Linked DNA regions of Oryctolagus cuniculus: regions 2 and 3 are each linked to region 1. A link is a contact called in public Hi-C and Micro-C data. All regions are on one chromosome and are shown on one strand. The core of a region is the stretch at or near the end of the contact, and the rest is flanking DNA. Distances in the headings are between cores, read along the strand shown.

The links. A called contact is a pair of places that touch in the nucleus more often than the background predicts.
Region 2: a Micro-C map of ear pinna shows a contact between it and region 1, with 2.3 times the contacts expected there. The contact joins the enhancer-like site here to the promoter of FOXO1 in region 1. A contact is called at or near these places in 4 of 6 Hi-C or Micro-C datasets (ear pinna, liver, skin fibroblasts and 1 more).
Region 3: a contact with region 1 is called in a Hi-C map of embryonic fibroblasts, with 3 times the contacts expected there. The contact joins the enhancer-like site here to the promoter of FOXO1 in region 1. A contact is called at or near these places in 5 of 6 Hi-C or Micro-C datasets (ear pinna, embryonic fibroblasts, liver and 2 more).

What each region holds. Positions count from the first base shown.
Region 1 is chr9:72,837,068-72,841,004 of mOryCun1.1, reverse strand. It overlaps FOXO1 (forkhead box O1), which reads right to left and starts at 1,918. Exons shown (of 3, transcript XM_051831745.2): 1 at 1,135-1,918. The coding sequence starts at 1,782.
Region 2 is chr9:73,444,171-73,447,592 of mOryCun1.1, reverse strand. No RefSeq gene overlaps it. Among named protein-coding and RNA genes, the nearest start is that of COG6, 430 kb to the left of the region's middle. Within about 2 kb of position 2,047, at least 3 of the 8 cell types and tissues checked have an H3K27ac peak or open chromatin away from gene starts, as enhancers often do. A contact at or near this core is called in ear pinna, where this site is marked.
Region 3 is chr9:73,558,567-73,562,388 of mOryCun1.1, reverse strand. No RefSeq gene overlaps it. Among named protein-coding and RNA genes, the nearest start is that of COG6, 320 kb to the left of the region's middle. Within about 2 kb of position 2,423, at least 1 of the 8 cell types and tissues checked has an H3K27ac peak or open chromatin away from gene starts, as enhancers often do. A contact at or near this core is called in ear pinna, where this site is marked.

The DNA.
Region 1 (3,937 bases), core at 669-3,168:
TAAGGGGCCAGGCGAGGCGAGAAAGGGGTCTGATTCAAGCAGCGAGTCTTTTCACATCCAAAACCGTGAGAAACTGTCGGCTTTCGGGGGCCCGCGCCGAGCGCGTCCTCCCGCGGCCTTCAAGGCGGGGAAGGGATGCGCCAGCCACCCCCCACCCGAGTCTTTGCCAGCCTCGCTCAGGATGTCCTGCCGTGGCCCGGACGCGCACCTCCTCTGCGACTTCCCCGGCCGCAAGGGTCACAAAACCCCCTGCGTCGGCCCTCACCGGCGCACCAGCGCTTCATAACACTGAGGTGGCGAGGCCAAGAAAAGGCGCGCGGGCGCGCACACACACACCCACCCTGGCCTGCCTCCGTGTTTCTAATTATTAGCCTCACACCGTGGCCAAGCCCATGTTTGGGGCGCTTCCCTGCGTGGACCGGGGCCGGCCCGCCGCGCTGGCCCTTTAAAGGCGCTCGCTTCCTGCGCCCGCGGCCCCTCCCCAGCCGCCGCCGGCGCCCGCCCCCGCCGAGGGTCACACTTGAACTTAGCTCGCCCCGCGCGGCCGGGCGCCGGCGCTCCGCAGGCGGTGGCCGCCCCTTCGCACGTGTCGGAGGCGCTCCCTCGGGCTCGGCGCGCCTGGACCCCAGCACCCGAGGCCACCCGGGATAAAACCAAAACAAAGCCAAAAGCGCATCGGCCTCCAGAAGTGGCGCGGCCGACCCCGCACCGTCCCAAGGCTGTCCCCTCCACCTGCAGCCGTGCCCCCCGGGTTTGGGTGCCCCCCTCGCCGCCCCCTCCACCGCTCGGCGCGGCGGAAACGGCCCCGCGCTGCGAGGGCGGAGAGGAGCCGCCCTCCCCGCCGGAGGTCCGGGAGGCAAAAGGGGCAGCCGCTCCGCGTGAAACCTTCTCTCTCTGACTGGCAAACTTTCCTGCCCGCTCTGACGCCCAGTTCCTGACGCACTTTCTTCACGCCTCAGTTCCCCCCCAACACGCCCCTGTGCCTGTCCCACCGCAACTCTGCGGCGCGCGCGCGCCTCCCCTCCGCCCGGGCAAGCCCCCGCACCTGCCACTTCCCACCCGCCCTCGGCCGCCCGCGCGACCCGCCCAGCCACCCCCGCACCTGCCCCACCGCGCCCCGGTCCGGCCGCTCACCTTCCAGCCCGCCGAGCTGTTGCTATCGCCCTTATCCTTGAAGTAGGGCACGCTCTTGACCATCCACTCGTAGATCTGAGACAGCGTGAGCCGCTTCTCGGCCGAGCTCTCGATGGCCTTGGTGATGAGGTCGGCGTAGGACAGGTTGCCCCACGCGTTGCGGCGGGACGAGCTGCTCTTGCGCGGCTGCCCAGCGAGCGGCCCAGCAGCCGCGGGGGGTACAGGCGGGTGCTGTGACAGTGGCCCGGGCGCCGGGGGCTGCGGCGGCGCCGGGTGCAGGCAGCCCGCCGCCTCTGCGCCCTGGAAGTCCCCGCACAGTCCCCCGGTGGCAGCCGCCGCGGCCGCCGCCACCGCCGCCGCCGCCGCTGCGGCCGCCGCCACGGAGCCGGGCGCCTGCGGGAAGTCCTCGCTCTCCTCCAGCAGGCTCAGGTTGCTCATGAAGTCGGCGTTGACAGCGGCCGCCGAGGCTGGGGGCAGGCCCGCCGCGGCGTCGGGGTTGGCGGCCGCGCCGCCCGACGGCGCCGGGCTGGAGGTGGCCGAGTTGGACTGGCTAAACTCCGGCCTGGGCAGCGGCCAGGTGCACGAGCGCGGCCGGGGCAGCGGCTCGAAGTCCGGGTCGATCTCCACCACCTGAGGCGCTTCGGCCATGGTGACCCCCGCCCCTCCCCCAGCCGCCGGAGAGCCGAGAAGGGGGGGAGCGCAGCGCGGAGCGGAGGGGGCGCAAAGGCTGGCCCGAGATCCTGGGGGGATGGGGGGAGGACGAAGTCAGTGCCGCGAGCTGACGGAAACCGGGAGGAAGGAGCAGCGGAGTAGCCGCGCGAGCCCAGAACTTAACTTCGTGGGTCCATCAACATCCAAGGCTGCTCCGGGTTCGCTGCACCACCAGGACGGCTGGCCAGAGCCGGGCAGCTCCAGGGCCGCGCTCCTGCTGACAGGGCCACGGACGGACGGACGGACGGACGGACACCGCGGGCCGCTCGCTCTCGCCGGCGGCGCGAGCGCGGCGCAGCTGCCTGTTGAATGCGCTGGAGGCGGCGGCGGCGGCGGCGGCGGCAGCAGCAACTACGCGGCTGCCCGACTTACGGGATCTGCCACCGCCCCCCGCCCGCGGCGGCGCGCGCGCCGGCCCGCCCCCGATTGACAGCCCGCGCAGCCAATGGGCGCGCGGCACCGCCGCCCAAGCAGCCAGTGGGAGAGGGCTGGGGAGGGGCCCGGTTTTCCACGAGGAGGCGGCTGTGGGTTGGTAGGGGGGTAGTGGGGTGTTTTTCTCGTTGGCGCACACGCACGTTCTCTCTCTTTTTGTGATTATTTTCTGGTAATTCTCGAGTATTTCTGCGAGTCTCTCGCCCTCTTACTGTTTTGACTGCTGAGAGGCAAACCAACGTGGAGGCGGCGGCGACACTTTGTTTACTACGGGGGAGCCGAGCCGTGGACTGGCGAAGCCCGAGCGGAACGAGCGGCTGCCGTGGCCCCGACCTCCGCTCGGCGCCCAGACCAGGGCAGGGCAGGGCAGGGCGCGGGGCGGGGCGGGGTGGAGGCGGCCGCGCGGAATTCCACTCGGTCGCCCCCTCTCCGCTCCACCCACGCGGTCCGCGCGGCGCGGTGCGGGGAAGTCGGCAGGGTTTGTTTTCGTGCAGCGTTTTCTTTCGCTGCGCTCGGTCAAGTCCTCCTGCCCCCGCTCGGGCCGCACACGCCTCCCCGTCCCCACCCCGGGAGACCGTGGGCCTTGTGGTCGGGTCCCTGCCGGCACGGGACGCCAGCCGCGCCGCCCCCGCGCCGGAACCCACCTGCGCGCGCCGCCCCCGGGGCTGGTCGTCCGGCCCGAATTCTGCCATTGTTGACCTAAAAGGGCAGAAATGAGGGAAAGGGCTGGGCAAGCACAGGGTCCCTGGGTCTCCTATCCTCTGGGACACTCTGCCCTAGCGCGCCAGCCTTGCACTGTCCACCGGGCCAGCGGTGGCCGCGGCGAAGGGTCGGCAGAGCAAGTTCGCGAGCACTTTGTCCATTTATTCCTTGCCCGTAATTAAGTGTAACAGTTGGCTTACTTCCTTTTTTATTTAGAAGTGATGAAGTGTTGAGTAAAAACGCGAGAGGGGCTGAGACCGAAGCCTTGACCACAGCGCTGCCCCACCCCCAGGTTGTGGGGCTGCCCGCTGCGTCCATCAGTCACTCCCACCCCACCTCCCCACCTTGCTCCATCTGGGCTCCAGGTCCGGGACGTCCTGTCCGGGAGCAGTGGGGCCAAAGGTGGAAACACAATTACCCTTGTGTCTTCAGGGAGCATTAGACAGTTTTCAAGTTCTATTTTGTTTTATTTATTTATTTATTTATTTATTTATTTATTGGAAGGATACAGAAGGCATTTCCTTTCAGAGGGATGGGAACACTTCAGGATGGAAGATGGACATTAGGGTTTTAAATACCTTGTCCACAAGACTGCTCCCAAGTCTTTAAAAAAAAAAATCCCTAAGTAGTTCCTCAATTTAAAAAAAAAAAAGGATCAAAAGAAAAGTAGGCTTCTTAGAAACGATTTAGAAGAAAGATTTATTTCTTCCTTTGTAGTCTCACTATCATTTTTCTTGGTCCGGGCCCCTGTGTCTTCGTAATCCATTTGTCCAGCAACTCCGTACTGATACTGGGGGCCGGTAGGGTGGGAATGGTGAGCCAGATGGACTGCGGTTAAGGATTGCTTCCCAAGCTCTTGTAGTGGTGTCTGACATTCACGGAAATGTGAACGGCCCTCCTCTGCCAGCCGCTAGGGGACCTCAGTAACCCAGATGATGAGCTCGAAGGCAGGTGGCCC
Region 2 (3,422 bases), core at 798-3,297, 610 kb before region 1:
TATAGATATGGCCAATTTTGTGTGATCCAACCTAGAATGGGTGCTTAGTCAATATCTGCCAGAAGAATGAATGAATGAATGAATTAACAAATGAAGTTTCACTCCCATTGACCCACTGACTGACAAGGCCCTTAAATGACATGATTTTCACAAACACTGCTTTATCTGCCTGAATACATGTTAATCTTTTTCATTTTCTGATAGAATTTTGTTAAAAGTTTGTTTTATCTATGTGTTATGCTTTCATAACAAAATATAAGGGTTCAACATTGTTTTCAAGCAAATAGAAAATTTAAAGAACTGCCTAAGATACTGTTAAGAGTTCAAAGTGATCCAAAAGATGCTCTTTGCTTTCCCTACTGAACCAGTTTGAAAAACAGTAAGAATCACGACTTTACTCAATAAGTCATAATCAATCAGTATGTTATCAGGAAGCCAAGGTATTTTGTTAATTTCTCAGTCTCTCCCTGACCCAACCATTTACTCTTCTAAAAATTATCATTGTGGTTAAAAAATTGTTTCCAAATGTCATGAGCAAGCAGAAAGCAAATGAGACCCGTGGGGTGTTTGTGTGTCACATTTCACATCAATAGAGAAGGACTCAAGTCATTCATGGATCATTTCCTCTTGGGGGATCTTCTCTTATGTGAGAAGCTAAGGCAGAATCTGTAATAGGCATTTAGGTTTCTAATACCTCAGATAGAGAATGTCACCTTAGGGCCTCAACCCTCCGAGACAGAACCTGAACTGGAGTCAAGGAGCTGCAACCCTTCTTTGATGACGAGCCTTGATCAGCAAGCAGTGAACTGTACACCTGAACCCATGAGCACAGAATGAAATGCCCAGAGAGGCAGAGCAGACCATGCACACAGGAGAAGGTGGCTGAATGTGAGGCTATAGAGAGAGGCGAGAGGTGGCAAAGTATTCTGTGGACAGGCAGTCACGGTTCAGTTCCCACTGGGTTACTCTACTGGTCTACATAGTCAGTGTTGCCAGATCTTAAGATTTCTAAAGAGAAAGTAGAAGCGTGGATATTTATGTGAAGTTTCCTGATTTTTGAAAGATGGCATCATACAAAACTTGGCTGAAGGCCCTTGGACTCTCAGCCTCGGCTGCTACCTGAAACCGTGGTAAAGATGCCTTCTGAATACAAGCTACTCGAAAAAACCAAAGGGCCTTCTCTGGTCGGTATGTTCAAAGAAAACTCTACTTTCAAATACTGCAAATATTCTGACACATGTAGGGGCACATGTCCCAATTTTTAATTTGGAGAATTCAGCTAGCTTTGATACCTCTAATTACCGATGTGGGCTTCCTTCGATGTCACTAGTTGCACAAGGGCAAGAAAGAAGAAACAGACCTAACTATGAAAGGGAGAAAATCGGGTTGAGCTGGACAGTGTGTTTATTTTAGAGAATAAGGAATGTTACAAACTGTCTCAATGCTTTCCAACTCTTAGTGCAGGTCATGTCTCTCCAAATTTAATGCTTTGTCTGTGTTATTAAGAAATCAATCTTGAGTCATTCTCAGAGGTCTTAATCCACCATGAGTGTAAAGCATCCATTAGATAATTACTATTCCTCTCTAAAAGCTTTGGTCCAACCTGAGCAAACCTGCCTGAAAGTCCTCCAACCCACTAACCCACAGAGGGCATGACCAACTCTCCTGAGACACAAGCGCCTGCATAAGGGTCCACCCCTTCTCTGTGACAGAACACAGTTTGGCTTTGATGTTAGAAGCACAAGAACTTACCAAACAGCAAAGCAGGAGGCAGGGAGAGAGTGAGTCCAAGGGCAAAGGTTGTTCTCTCTTCGGCTCCCAGCCCCAGTGAAGGAGGCCAGGGCATATGAGGTCTACCCCATTTCCACTGTCTGATGAATCCCAGCCTTTGAGCAGGACAAGGGTCCTCAGTCTGGGCTGGTGCACACATAGAATAATAACGGCACTACCTTTGCAGGGATCAAATGTAAATTCATTCAATAGCCCCGTGGAACAGTAACAAAGCCCTATCTTCAGATGCCGCCTGCCATGGGGTGTAAGAAACAACATTAAATACCCTGTCGGCTCACCCATGTCAGATAATTACACTGACTGCAAAACACCCAGGCTCTGAGCACTGGAAACCTTTCAGAGAGTCCTTTATCCTGCCCTGCCTTTTCCAGAATGAGACTGATTTGCTCCTATTTCAGCCAGCTCCAGCAAAGAGAGCAGGCAGAGGAGAGGAAAGAGAATGAATTGTCAGCATTATTGAAAAGACTCATGATTAGTCACACTCACTCACAGGCAAGCTCCTTGCCAGACACCACACCACTCATTAGCAGACCTGAGAACTGGCATGCCTCCCACAGCTGAGCAACAGCTCAGGGCCTGGCAGGCCCCCGGGGACCCACACAGACCCATGTTCTCCCACACCCTGCAAAGAGAGAGGCCAGTTTGGGCAGGCCTGGGTGCAATTGATTCCTCATCTGCTAAGTGAATCTGTTTTATGCCCTGTGCTGCTTAAAATATAATTATTCAGGTGCTCAGCTGGTGTGGGAATCAAGGTAACATGTCTTCATGCTACACTACACTGAAACAGTTATCCAGTGGGGGCCACCATTTTCTCCCAGAATCCCTGTGGAAGACCCAAGAACTGGGCATGCCCTTGGTTTGACAGCCTCAGCCCCATCACCTCCAGCTGGAGCTGTAAGCTTCTGCTCTGCTCAGAACTGGAAACATTACTTTTCTTGTGTAATACCAGAAATTATAACTTAAATCAACAGTGCTGGCCATTGAAGATCTCAGGTCATCAAGCACTAATCCAAGTTGTGTGCAGAAGGCACAGTGAGCTGTTGGAACCATTTATTTAAATTCCCCTAGCAGTGGAGAAACTGAGGCTGGAAGGCAAAAGGACTTGCTCCAAAGAATAAAACAAAGAAGAGTCTGGATTCAGGTTCAGTTTTACACCATTTGTTCAAGCTACAAGCCCAAACAAGGCGATGCCATTTCTAGTTAGGCTAGTAAATCACTCCCCACTCTATGAAAACATCACTCCATAAAGCTCAATCAAAGCAAAGCAAAAATATCTGCTCCTCCAACAATGGCCAGTATCCTGCAGAGGGGACCCGAGAGCTGAGGCCAGGGGCTAAGTCACTGTAAATGATCATGACAGATACAGACCATGGCGGATTATCATCCTCCGCCTCATATAGTACAATATCACTATGGATTCTGATGAAGAGAGGAAAATAGCTCCTTAGTATTATGTCCTGAAATCCCTCCGGTCAGAACCACCATGGGACTGGGTGACAAAGCTTGGTTTCTTTTGTGTTTGTTGAGATGCAGATTGGCTTATATTTCTTGTTACCTGAAAAAAGTGACCCTGGCCCTGAAAGAACTTCAAGTGCAATGGAAGTCTGACCCCTTCCCATCCCAGTTCTTCA
Region 3 (3,822 bases), core at 1,174-3,673, 720 kb before region 1:
ACCAGCGCTGTTCAAGTTAGTTTCTTCAGCCCCCTTCTCTTCATGAATGAACTGGTAATCAGAGTATATGAATGACTCAACAAAGATCACACACTTGTAAGTGACAGAAATAATACTTTAACCCAGATCCATGTGATCACAAATCTGTTCTTTCCCCATTCTAGGTTCCCATCAACCCTGGGTAAAGATGGTTGAGAGAAACGAAATAATTATGCTAGTGATGATAACCATAAAATAACAGCTAACAGTTATTGACATTTCATGATATGAGAAGCAATGTTTTAAATTCTTTATGACACAGTTTTCATAGCAACCACATTTGTTGAGTGCTCATTATGTGATAGATTATGTTTGAATATTGAATGTACTTATTGTTTGAAATGCTTTAGCTGCATCAAAGACTTTGAGTCATATAGTTTGAGACATACTGTCCCTACAGGTTAGGTAAGGAAACTGTTAATGTTCCCAGATCACTGTGCTATTATGTGGCAGAGCCAGAATTCAAAGGCAATGTGGTCTAGAGCCTCAGACTTATTTCTTTTAAGATATATTGTCTGTCTTCCACAAGGTGCCGAACAAGAAATTTGCCAAAGGCTACAGATTTGGCTAAATAGAAATTTCAAAGGGAGGCAATATTGGCAAAGACGAGAGCCATTTCTGAAATAAGAATGATATAAAAAGATCAGTCACAGACGGAGAACCATGAGGTTGTGCAGACTGGCCCTGACTAACTTTGGATTGTTTAGGCATTCCTACAAAATGCAAGAGCTTGAACCCTGTAGATCATTGAACAGGTAAAAAGAGAAACAACCAGAAATGAACGGAGCTGCAGTGGATCCAAATTTGTTAGGTCAAAACGTCCAACAGAGAAAACCATTGTCACAAGGTCAGGGCCAATCACTGCTTTCCAGGTCACAGAGCTGAGCCTGGGCTGAGCCACCTGTCCTCACTTCTCATTACTGGCATGAGATTGTGAACCTACTGGCAGGGGTAGGAGGAGAAGGGGAGCCTGGGTCCCTATAACAGGGTTAGGCTGTTGGCCTATTGGGCAGTAAATGCGGATTTGTCACATCATTTTTCTGCTGGATCCAAGTGAGGCCATCATTTTCAGAACAAAATTGAGCAGATCACCTGTGCCAAGGGACCAGAGACTCATTATTTCAATGTTGCTGTTTCCCACTCTTTCTAATAGAAATCTCAGAATGTAGGGTGGTTTGAGTCTCTCAATTTTTTAGAGTATTTCTAATTAAATATACCATGAAATCTGTGTTCCACCCTAGGAGAAGTAAATAGATACTCTTTTCCACCTTTTACAGATTGTTCAGTTTGGCTATCCAGCTAAACATGTATAAAATATATTTAGGGGGCCAGTGCTGTGGCACAGTGGTTAAGCTGATGCCAGCAGCATTGATATCCCATATGGGCATCAGTTCCAGTCCTGGCTGCTCCACTTCTGATCCAGTTCCCTGTTAATGTGCTGGGAAAGCAGCAGAGGATGGCCCAAAAAGTTCTTGGGCCCCTGTACCCACGTGAAGGCCCAAATGAAGCTCCTTGCTCTGGGTTTCAGCCTGACCTAGCCCTGGCCATTGAGGCCATTTTGGGAGTGAAACAGCTGATATAAGATCTCTCTCTCTCTCTCTCTCTCTCTGCCTCTGTAATTCTGACTTTCAAGTAAATAAATAAATCTTTAATATATATATTTAGGATATTAGCCCCCCAGCTAAGCATGTATACATATACATAATTTAGAGGGGTGATCCAAGAAGTTCTGTGTGCTGATCAGCTATCTGTAGAGTATGAAGGAAGTTTCTGGAATCCAGTTTGGGTCGATGCCTGTTTCAGTTAGGGAGGGTCCCACTACAGGTCACGGACAACTGCATAGATGGTATAAACAATAGAAGGTTTGTTTACTGTTTCGGGAAATGCAGAAGGGCAGACTTCAGAGTCACTTTAATTCAGGGTTCCAGCTCTATTTCTCTGCATCTTCGTGTGGGCTTCATTCCCCCACAGCTTCCCTCTTAGCAGCAGCAGTCGCCATAGCCCTGTCAGACTTCATGTACACACACCACCAAATCCAGAGGAAGAGTGAACAACTCTCTCTTCCAGAGATCTCTTCAAGCGTCTGTAGGTCCAAGGAAATCCTTGCACTGGTTAGGTTAATCTTGGCATCTCAACCAATCAACGTCAGGGGGGACAAATCTGCTCCTGTCCTGGGGTTAAGCCACTGCCATGAGCTCTGGGAGGAGATATGAGAACCAGCCCAAAGCCAGGGCTCCATAGGCAGGGGAATGGGGTGAAATGGATTCAGGCAAGGTTATGCTTTATGGGCTATGGCAAGCTGCTTAGGAGCTTCCTGGACAGCTGAATTCTGCCAGGCCCTGAAAGGGTGATGAGCTCTATTGCAGTAACTCTGAAGGGAGCTCCCTGGAGCACAGCTGCCCAGGGAACAAGTTCACGGGCCTGTGTCCTGCTACAGGCTATGGCTGGGAAGAATGGCTTAGAGCTGTGACTCCCGCAGCGCTCCTGCAAAGGTACTGCAGTAGGATTTTGTTTTCAGTTTCCCCAAGGGTTGTTTTTGTGAAGTTCGGTGCATTCTGACAGCAGTCACTAGAGGGCTCACTGGGACTCCTTTCAGAGCTGCCCTCTGGAGGTGCGGATGAGAAAGGCGGTGCTCAGCTCACAGCCCTTGCAGCTGGGGGAGTTGGGGGGGGGGGGGACAAGTGGGTCAGGGGAGAACTCAGAGAAGCAGCCACAAGTATGAAAAAGCTGGTGGAGCTCTCAAAGACAATGTCCTATTGTCCCATGAGAATGGCACTTGGAGCAAGTACAGCTGTATTGCTGATGTGTGGCCACCAGCCACATGGAGTTATGGGGTGTTAGAGCTGTGGCTAACCCCCGCTGGGATGTGCTTTATATGCAAAATACTCTACCACTGGTTCACAAAGGCTAAGGATGAAAGAAAAGGGTATCTTGAGTTTTAAATATTAGTTATCGACTAGAATGATAATACTTTAATATATTGGCTTAAATAAAACATTTTATTAGAATTAATATCACCTGCTACCTTTTGGTTCTTTAAAAGAAGTGTGATATTGTGTGTATTTATAGTCCACATTGAATTGCTGTTGGCTGACGCAGGGCTTGGCTTTTTGCTAAGAGAGGTACTTGGGGGTGAGAGGGAGTGGAAGAACTGCTCACACTGACAAACTCAAAGACCTTTTTCCATAGTTTTCTTGACTGGGGTCGAAGTTCCATGTCACTAAGGTTTTGACGATGATGATGATACAATGCCTAAGAGGACAAAGATAACTTGCTCCCCATGAAATCCTCCCAGCTCTATCAGTTGCAGCCTTCATTTCTCTTGGTACTGCCTCCAGAGCAGCCATATCACCCAAGTGCTCATTTTGCTATGACAGTAGCTAATGTCACATCCCCACAATCACCTATCCTCACTCACAAAACACATGCCTAATAAGCCTATCTAAAACTTCACCATTAAAAGTCCTATATGTCGGATTAAACTCAACACCTAGCATTTTCATTGCATCCCACAGCTGCCCCATTGATTCTATGTGAATCAGAACAGATGATTAATGTCAAATCAAAAAATCTCACACAAGTCTTGATCACTTTTTTCTAGAATCAAAATGTTTGATCATTTAGCATTTAGAGGCTCGTGAAATACTCATGAAATACAACTGCTTGTATGCTCTGCCTCTTTAGAGATAGACACACCTGACCTTTCTGTTAACATCACCTATCACTGCTTTGTGTGTGTCAGACAGAAAAGTATTTGTGCATCACCTCCTGTTTTTGGAGCAA